Linked DNA regions of Lactuca sativa: region 1 is linked to region 2. A link is a contact called in public Hi-C data. All regions are on one chromosome and are shown on one strand. Each heading gives the region's core, a stretch centred on a gene start, on an enhancer-like site or on the middle of the called end of the contact. The rest is flanking DNA. Distances are from core to core; before and after follow the strand shown.

The links. A called contact is a pair of places that touch in the nucleus more often than the background predicts.
Region 1: a Hi-C map of leaf shows a contact between it and region 2, with 10 times the contacts expected there. The contact joins the promoter of LOC111877393 here to the promoter of LOC111900564 in region 2. A contact is called at or near these places in 4 of 4 Hi-C or Micro-C datasets (bud, leaf and seed).

What each region holds. Positions count from the first base shown.
Region 1 is chr1:172,064,774-172,069,776 of Lsat_Salinas_v11, forward strand. LOC111877393 (zinc finger A20 and AN1 domain-containing stress-associated protein 5) reads left to right here and starts at 1,644. Exons shown (of 1, transcript XM_023873924.3): 1 at 1,644-2,638. The coding sequence starts at 1,819. The coding sequence ends at 2,313.
Region 2 is chr1:171,610,112-171,615,640 of Lsat_Salinas_v11, forward strand. LOC111900564 reads right to left here and starts at 2,494. Exons shown (of 1, transcript XM_023896443.3): 1 at 1,482-2,494. The coding sequence starts at 2,389. The coding sequence ends at 1,595.

The DNA.
Region 1 (5,003 bases), core at 394-2,893, 450 kb after region 2:
ACACTTAGATCTGAACCTAATGGACGTCTAAAAGGATAAAGTTCCCAACTTTATGCCTTTGCATGGCTTAATAGAGCCCAAAACCAAACCCTAGTCCATACCACCCTTTAGTGACCTCAAACCCTTGCATGGGTGAAATATAGCAACAAAGATTTCATTTTTATGACATATGATCCTCAAAAACAACATAAGATGACAATCTTAAGCTCTGGAGTAGCTTTTACTCACAAAAACCAAAACTAGGGGACCAAAAGCTTGGAAACCAAGAATCTAACCTAGATCTAAACCATAGAACCATAAAGGTGGGAGCTTTATACCTCCTGAAGTTTGCAAAAGAGATGAAAGCTCTGGATCTTCAAGCTTGAGCCACACCAATCCACAATGATATACTTCTCTTTCTTCAATATGTACCAAGAACACACAAAAGGTCTCAAACAAGCTCACAAGGGATTAGGATTTTGAAATGACAACGTGGGAGAATGGAGGCTGATGATAAGGGAGGCCTTAAGGGACTTAAGGTCTTTAAATATGGTCTTGACTCTAAAAAACCAGGGTTTGGGTTCTGAGTAATTACGCCCGACATAGGGATTGTACGCCCTGTGTAGAGCATAAAGTCCCCGCATCCATTTAATGACTTACGCCCCATGTAATTCATTCGTAAGGACCGTTTTTTCAAGAAAAAATGTATATTTGAGCTATGAATGAAAAGTATCTGAGAAACAGGTGTTACAACTACACCAATCACCAAAAGCATCATTAGGTGTAAATAAATGACCAATACTAATCGAAGGTCAACCCTTAGCCAAAAAACTTTAATCCACCAAAGTTTGACCTAAACTCAAATTGATTAAAAGTCAACGGTTAACTGTTAAAGTCAATGGTCAATGAGTCAATGCACCGTGACCAAGCTCATGGTCGCATCGCTATCATAGGCGACAAAATAGTTGTGAATCCGGTTCAAAGACATATTATTGTTTTTGTCTGTGAAGTTAAATATATCCTCTTAACTTTTGTTTTTATTCATATATACTCACCATATTAAGACAATTATCAAAATAAAGTTTAAAAATTAAAAAGAAAAAAAACAATTAATAAATTTCACATGTTATTATTTTATACAAATACAAAATGGTATTTAATTTCTCATTTTAATTAATCAACTCTAATGATTAATGAACAAATGATCAGGTTTGACATTTAATGGTAAAATAATCACTAAGGATGGAACATTTTCCATTAGGACGGGTTCTTACAGGCTTTTCTTCAGAAAAATAAAAGACTTTTTCACTCCAACGATAAAAGCATTAAAAAACTTCTTCAAAATAAAGCTCTTGATTAAACTTAGAGGTTATTTTAAGTTTTTAATGCATAACGTTATAAAAACATATATTATAATTTACTTGTTTGAAACATTAAAAAGACATTTGCTTACAAGTTTTTATTTTAAAAAATTTCAAAGCTTTTTGTCACGGGCGAAATTGGGCCCTGATGGAGTAATAAACACGTCAGACGTAGTAATCCTACTGCGCTTGACCCTGACCCCACCGTTTATGAAATGCCTGGAGGGTAAAATGGTAATTTGACGTCACAATTTGCATGATGATAACGCGTCCCTTGCGATAACCATTAGCCCTTTTCCCCCTTCCCTTAATAAACCTCCCCCCTCCCCTCCATTTCTCTCGCCAACCCAAAATTTCCATTTCGATTAATCAACGACAACTGAAAATTTTCATCTCTCCAACGCCGATCGCTTCTCAGGGTGATTGAATTGTTTTCGTTGTCCAAATTTGTGATTGTTTTAAAGGTTTCTGTTTGAAGATGGCTCAGAGGACTGAGAAAGAAGAGACGGAATTCAAGGCTGTACCTGAAACCTTGACTCTCTGCATCAATAACTGCGGCGTCGTTGGAAATCCGGCGACAAACAATATGTGTCAAAAGTGCTTTAACGCCACCACAACCTCCAGTTCAACCACGTCAACGCAACGAAGTACTCGTGGTAGATCTGGCTCCTTGAGGTCTCCGACGAGGTCAACGTCTCGCGATGTATCGGTTGATCTGGTTGTAGATCGGACGGTTTTGATGGTTGATGAACAACCAAAGGAGAAAACGACGGCTAAGGTTGTAAATCGGTGCTCCGGTTGCCGGAAGAGGGTAGGTTTGACCGGATTCCGGTGCCGGTGTGGCGATCTATTCTGCGCGGAGCACCGCTACTCCGACCGTCATGACTGCACCTATGATTATAAGACCGCCGGTCGGGAGGCGATCGCGAGGGACAATCCGGTGGTCAAAGCGGCAAAAATTGTTAGAATTTAAATTAAATTATTTTCCACAAATTTTTACATATGTTTGCCAAATTTGATTTCTTTGATCGAAAAACTTTTATAAACTTACGAGATCAACGCTCGATCTCTTGTTTCTATCATCTCTTGTGGAAATTAATTATTGAATTCAATCATCTGCTTGGAGATGAGATAGATTGATTGATCGAGTATCATCTGAAATTCTCCCGTTGGAATTGTTCTGCTTTATTTGGTAGAGATTCAATTATTAGGTTTCATTAGTATTGTTGTATGATTGATCATCCGGTGCTCAAAATCAATTAGTGTAATATAATTAATGAAAGGAAGATCTTCTTCAATTTTCTTGATTTTCTTGATCTGTTTAATCTATTGTTCTATAATCCATATTATGAAACCATGTTCTTCATCAAGACCACAAAAGACACCTAAAGCATAGCGACGGAATCGGACCTACGCACACAGGCTTTTAAGCTGTCCCGGTTTTGAGTCATTATCGGGTCCATCTTTTTTTGTGGGGCACCGGTTGGACCGGTAATTTTAAGTCTTAACTTGTCCTTTTTTTATAAAAAAGAAAAAGAAAAACAAGGAGACACATTTTAATACTTTCATAACGTAAAAGCATTTCTAGCAAAATGTCGCCTTTAAAAAATTCAAAATTTCAATCAAATTGGTGTTAACATCATGAAACCATATGGTTTTAAATGTTTATTGTGATACGATTTACTTTTATATTGCAAAAAGATTATTCTCTTAAGAAATAATTATACTCTAAAATATGCTGTACAAGAAGTGTTAAGAAGTTTTGACTGGTAACATTATAATAGCATTTTATTTATAAATGATTAGGGTGGTCTACCAGTTATTATCTGACATGGAACACTTTAATGGTTATATTGGTTGAAATTTCATTTTTTTTCTTAAAAAATTGATTATAAGTAGTTAATTATAGGTTTATTTTTTATAAAATAGTCAATGGGGTGTATAAGGAAGATGTCTTATTAGCATCATCCTATATAAAATGATATAAAAAATATGTTATTATTATTATTATTATTATTACAAGATATATTCAAGACAATATAAAAAAGAATACAATATGCTAGTTGAAATGTTAGTTAAAATGTTATTCTAAAAAGTTTTTTTTAAAAAAAATTAAGTTATCAGTTATTTTTTAGTTATCAAACACGACAACTTAAAAAAAATCAAAATTAACTAAGTTAGTTACGAAGTGTTGAACATATATATATTCTCTTACAACATTTTTTTTGCCACGTCATCACCATATTATTTTCCTTTCACCCTCTCAGATAGAAAATAGCCTCTAAAAACATACAACAATGGGTGTTAACTATACAAGATCAAGAAACATATAGAAAAAAAGAAAAGAAAATATACAACAATGGGTGTTAACTATACAAGATCAAGAAACATATAGAAAAAGAAAAGAAAAGAGAACGAATGCAATGAAATGGTCTTTACGTAGAGAAGGTCAACACACCACCACACATCAAACAATGTGATATTCATCGCACCACCGTGATAACACCTTATCTTACCGTTTTACACTGTATTATTACTCCTAGTTGCCTAACGCGTGTCTTTGGTCATCCATTTAATGAATATATTTTTTTGTTATTGTCTTATCACATTTTCAATAATTATATAGAATAAAATATTATTAACTTCAATATATTCTGATAATTAATTATTTTTAAAAATCTTTATTTTGGAAATAAACTAATTTATCGTAATATTTGTCAATATTTCAATAACCATTCATTATGTTTAAGCATATATATATATATATATATATATATATATATATATATATATATATATATATATATATATATATATATATATATATATATATATATATATATATATAAAAAACTAGAAATACTTAACAATAACATCAAATAAAATTAATATCTTACAAATACTACTAGTTATAGAATCACATTCTATTTTTATATTGATGATACGTCACTTCTTCGATCTTATGTTATCTGAAAACTGACATGCTCTTATATGCGACCTATCGACATAAACAAAGCGTCAGGAGCTATATTGATGTTAACCCCTTGGTATTGCATGTTGATGTAAGTTGTATTGTTCTTCTATGCTTAAGTTACGGTAATATTGCATGTTGATGTAAGCTAACAGTAGGGGAAAAGAGAGACTATTCCTACCTTATGACTTGTTTTTTGAAAAATGATTATTTTTGCAAGTATTTTTTAGCAATACGAACGAGTTTCTCCATTTTCGAGTCAAAGGCGGTCCGGGAAGTAAAAAATTCGAAAATTTTGTTATATTTTTTGGATTTTCTTGGATTTGTGCAAAACGTTTATGCCGTGTGTCAAGGGGGAGTTTTGTATGGAAAATTCCAAATTGAGCGTTTTCTCATTTACTTTTCGGTTTTATAATCATATTTCAAGTATAAAAAGGGGGAGAGATTTGAATATGAGAATTCGAAAGTTGTGAATTTTTCATATTAGGCAAATTTGAAGAACGATGTGACCTTGAGAAAAAGAAGTTTATGAATTGGTTTGAATTGTAAATTCTAAAGTGATATGGGTTTTTTCCTGTTTCATGAATGATTTGGACATAATGAAGATTTTTGGGGTGTGTTTTTATGCTTAAAGTTAGGTAATTGATTGTGGAGATTTAGACACTTCAAATTACCTTTTGATGCTCGGATTG
Region 2 (5,529 bases), core at 1,244-3,743:
GGATTCAATCGGAAGTTTTCTCCTGATTCGGTCCTCGGAAAAAAGGTGCGAACTTTGTATTTTCTTTCATGTTCCTTAATTGCCCTCAAATTTTGATTCTTCTCCATCAACCCACCAACGACGCTACTACACACACCAGCAACACCACCAATGACAGAGACACAATCGATTATGTATGATTATTGTATACTTCTTGCCCTTTTAGAAACCGAATCGACAGATGGGTGCATCGCAAACATGATTGGGATTCCAATTCATAGATATTCATTAATTTGTTACTAATGATCCCAATGATTTTCCTTGGATTGATGAGTTGGGAATTAGATGGGTGCCCCAAAAACCATGGGGTCAAATAAGTTGAGAAGTGAATAAACAAGTTTTTGTTTGTTAAAATGAACATTAGCGAACCTCTATGAGAAAAAGGATTCAAAGACTTTTTGTGTGAATTAATTTCTAACTTTTTAATCCGCATAAATTTTGGTTTTTTGTTATTAATGTTAATGTTATGACAGGTGGAAAGCTCGTTTCCGATAATTCTTGATATTCTTAAACATCTTGATGTTGCTATCTTATCTGAAATTTTGAATTATGTACATAATGAGCAGATGTCAAGCTTGCACATGCCAAATATTTATTATCAAGAGTAGCAAATTAAAAAAAAAAAATGAAATTTGGAAAATTTAAGTGCACACCATCTATGGGGGATTTCAATTCTAATCCTGAAGATAAGGTTTTTATAATTAAGTGGTTATTCTATTCTTGAATTTACATTGAAAAATGAAGAAATATATATTTCTTATTGTTTATTGAGAATTACGTATAGGTGTACAATATCTTGTTTCTAGTGGGTCAGTTTTGCCCATATTTGCCCTTCTTCCATCTTTATACATATAAATAGGTGTACAATATCTTGTTTCTAGTGGATCAATTTTTATCTTGTTTTGGGTTAATTTTGCTCATATTTGCCCTTCTTCCATCTTTATACATATAAATTAAGAGTGTAATTCACCGAAGTCTTATGAAACATGCAAGTATTTTGTAGTTCTTTTATTTATAAGATTTCAAGTTCAGTTTCTTTAATAAGTTTCAATCATTTGAGTTTTTGGTTGATTCTTGTAAAGCAAAGTTGTTTTACAGAAAGATTTATGGTTTAAATCTTTAATTTTTTATTTTATTTTTTAATGCATATTGAATGTTTTTATAAAACAATGTATGTTACAAGTCAAATGGTAAATCCTAAAGGCATTTTTATAAAAAATGTTGCTTGAGGGTATTATAATCATTTTACACAGTCAATCAGATGTAAAATCAAACAGGTGAGATTTTAACTCAGTCGGCTTCTGACCCTATCCCAATTAGCAACTATCATAATTTAACAGTTATGAATGCAACTATAAAGAAAACAATAAATCCGTTAATCCCATAAGCAACAAAATACTTGAACAAATTGCCCGTATCATATGATCATTGTCTCCAACACATGATTCAAAATCCGTATTCATATTTATTGTAGAAAACTATGGGATTTCGACTGAATTACTAACAACATATGGTTCATTGTATTGTCAAAACTGAAAAATATCAATACAAGCCATCAATATAGTGCAATAACAAGCAGTCCAAGAGAAGCAACGCCAATACACAAGTACGAAACCACATTCAACCTCACAAAAAACACATTCAGATTCTTAGCAACTTGAAGTGTAAGAGTCAGAATCTGCAACCTACCTTGCTCCTCCATTTTCCTGAAGAAACTCATTGGCTTCAATGACCTCCGAAGCATGAATGACAACGAAAATGGCAACCCAAATGCCAAGCAGCTCTGCACAGATACTTCTGGGATAGGAGTCGACTTGGTAACATACGAAATCCAAGCGCCTAGACCCAATTGAAACAGACCCAAAAGAGCTAAACTTTTGCTAAGGGTGTAAATTGTCTTTGTCATTTGATCGAGCACTTGGCGTGTCTCATTAGCAAGTGCAGAAACATCGCGTTCCACAGTAGGTCCAGTAATCTCTTGGTGCTTGAATCCGTCAAGGGTTTGGCTTTGATTCTCGTTAGGTTTTTGAGTTTCTTCAGGATCAGATTGCGGAATGGAGGTTGACAAACACTTGGGGTTTTGATAAAGATTAGGGTTTAGCGATTGGATTTTGAAACTAGCGTTGAAACTGGTATTTGATCTAATTAAACCGTGACTAGTGCCAACTGGAATTGTGGGAAACGATGATGGGAGATTGAAAGTAGTGAAATTGGGGGTAGAGTTTGAGAAGGATCGATGGGAATCATCAGGGATAAGACGGTAGGAGGTGGGGTATAGTGAAAAGAGAGCGGGGGAGGAAGAAGGGTTCAGGATCTTGGATGCAAGTCTGCGAGAGATTGTGGAAGCCATTGTGTCTGCGGGAGAGAGGACTCCGGTACTTCAGCCTGCAACTTTGGTTATGGCATTCGGTTTTACCCCTATCTTGATATTTTCTACAGGGTTTGGGGTTTTTTTCCCCTTAATTTTAATTTTGAAAGGTCATTGAATTTTTAGTTTTGTGTTCGTTTAGGCATTTAATTTTTAATTTGGTCATTTAAGTTTTAACAATTGACAATAATATGTCAAAATTCATCGGTCAAACTACAGTTAACAAAACTATAAAAACGACATATTTATGTAGTATTTTTTGTTCTTAATACAATTGAAGTCATTATATCTGAAATTGCATATAGAATACCTTAAATTGTTAAAAATTAACAGTCGTTAACGATTAGAAAACAATTCATAAAATGGGTATTAATTAATTCCCTAAAACTAATTTTTTTGCATTAATTATACTTGAGAGCTATAGATAAGAAATTTGAAAAAATTTTGTTCTCCTTATTCTATGGATATAAAGAACGTCAAAAACATATGTATGAGGAAGTTGCACTCATTTCAAGTTATAAAATCAATATTTATCTGATTTCCTGAAATGAATTCTGCACTGCTTTGTTTCGAACCTCGTAAATTGTTTTTGAGCATGTTTTTGAACTCAGACTATTGTCTATTATTTGATTTCATTTTTATGATATTCTTAATCTCGAGAAAAAACGAATTCGTAAAATTTGTCGAATCTGAAACAGTTAATCGTGCAACTTTAAACGCTATTTTCCGAAGTTTAGTACATCAGAACTAAATTCCATCGAGATTTTTGGAATCACCATGACCGGGACAATAAGCATGCACATTCACAAAATTTTTACATGCCGGGATCTATCGACACGAGAATCAAAAAATGAAACGATATCGCTAAAATACTTGGCACATGTTTAATTGCCAAAATATCTACCAAAAAGTCAGATTGACTTTTCAATAATGCAAAAAAAAATGCTTCAATTAGAAGCTACTTTCTTCTCTCACTAACTTTCTCTCACTACCCTTCGCTCTCAACTCCCTCTCTTTGTCTCTCTCACTTGAATGGAAGTAACCTCCATCAGAAGTTGTTTTTCTGGCCAAGAGGAGGCAACAAACTCCTTTGTTCTTCACCATTTGCTCGTCGAAGTAACACCTGCCAAACACCCTTCGATCATTGTTACTGCTACACGACTCGGCAACTGGCGACGAGAAGGAAAACAACAGGAAGGAGCCACCAGAGTAGCCCCCTCAACAACTCCTATCGATGTTCACAACCCTCCTCCGCCCTCCTCCGGTCAAGTAACACCACCCCAATCCCCCCTTTCGATCGTTGTTGCCTCCCTTGAAGCATAACAACCGACAAAAAGGGAAAACAACTGAGAGAAGCACTAGAACAACCCTCTCGCCACCACCTTCGACGCTTCAACCATCGTCGAGCCTTTCACCACTTTCTCTTTCCTTCCCCTCGATATGTGGCTATCAGCGACGAAGTCAAGGAGGCCAAGAGGATCGTCAGAAAAATGGGCTCCTTCTCCTCACGATTTGCTCAACCACCACCGGACCACCTCTTTTGACCACCTTCATTCATTTCCTTTCTCAATCAGATGAGTATCGAAGACTCTCTCCATTGGTTGCATTAATTTGATTAAAAACAGTTCCTTCATTGTATTAGTATGACCAAATCAATCCTAATTTGTAGTTGTTGCTCAAATCAACCTCTCATTTGTAATACTTGATCCAAAATAGCCCCTTGTTTGTATTGCTTGACCAAATCAACCCTCCCATTTGATTTTTAAGATCAATTTTTCCTTCCACTTGTTTAAATTATTACTAAACTGTCCCGATAGTTTGTCTTAATTACAAGAAGTGTCGAATTGTGGTTTTTCACGATAAGCTTCACAAAAACGAACATAGATCAAAATCACACATCAAATGTAAGTTTTTACGACCCCTATTTTATGGTTTTCATATTTGAGAGAGAGTACATTCGTGTTTATCAAATGTGACATCCCCAATTTTCACGGCTAGAAAAGACCGATTTTGTTTATGCTTTATAAAAATCAGAGTACTTCTTTTAATAAAAATGTTGCAGAATTTGTTCCCAGAAAAACATGATAAATGTGTTATCAAAGGATTTCCGAAGAAATGTATTTTTATTCCTTTTAAAACCTTGGGATGTCATCGTCAATACAGAAACATAAGCATAAACAGAACTTACATTCATTTACACTAGTGATCTACATCTCTTTTAAATCTCTCAGTGTAAAGTAGCTTCGTATCGACACCTGTGATACAAATAAGCTTGAGTGGGTCAGGTTGGGAAACCTGGTAGGTATATAGGGTTTTCAACCCACAATAATATAATTATTATGTTTAAACATCAACAATCAACCCAACTACCCATCCCCACTATCTTTCTTACTCTTAAGGATCTGCCCTAAGAATCCTCTATCCTGCATTCGTTCATCTCAAAGCCCATTGCTTCCAGGGTTTATATGATAGGCACTAAGTCCATAGCTGCCAATGCTTGTTCGTAAAACACTAATTCCATAGCTACTAAAGTTCATTCATTGGGTACTAAATCCATAGCTACCAGTGTTCGTGAAGCACTAATTCCATAACTGCTAAAGTTCATTCATCGGGTACTAAATCCATAGCTACCAGTGTTTATCTAATAGGTACTAAGTCCATAGCTTCCAACGTTTATCTAACAGGTACTAAGTCCATAACTACCAACGTTTATTCAATTGACACTAAGTCTATAGCTGCCGATGTTATTTATTAGGAACTAAGTCTATAGTTGCCTATGTTCACTCATATCATCCTTCATCTCTCATCTTTCATCTACCCATGTTTTACCCAACATATTCGTAGATATACAGTTTAAATCATTTAAAACTTGTATAAAATCGTTCATCCATCATAGATAGCAAGTATATAGATAATATGCACACATAGCACGTAGTTTATATAAAATACTTCATATCTATGTGTAAGATGAAAGTAACTATGCACTCACTTGAAAAGGTGGTGACTCGGCACTCGGACAACACTTCTTTACTCTTAACACAATTTTCCTTTGACAAAACCTAGTATCATTACCACTAGAGTTTAGTCTAATATTCACCGAGCTAATTAATAGTCTAGATATT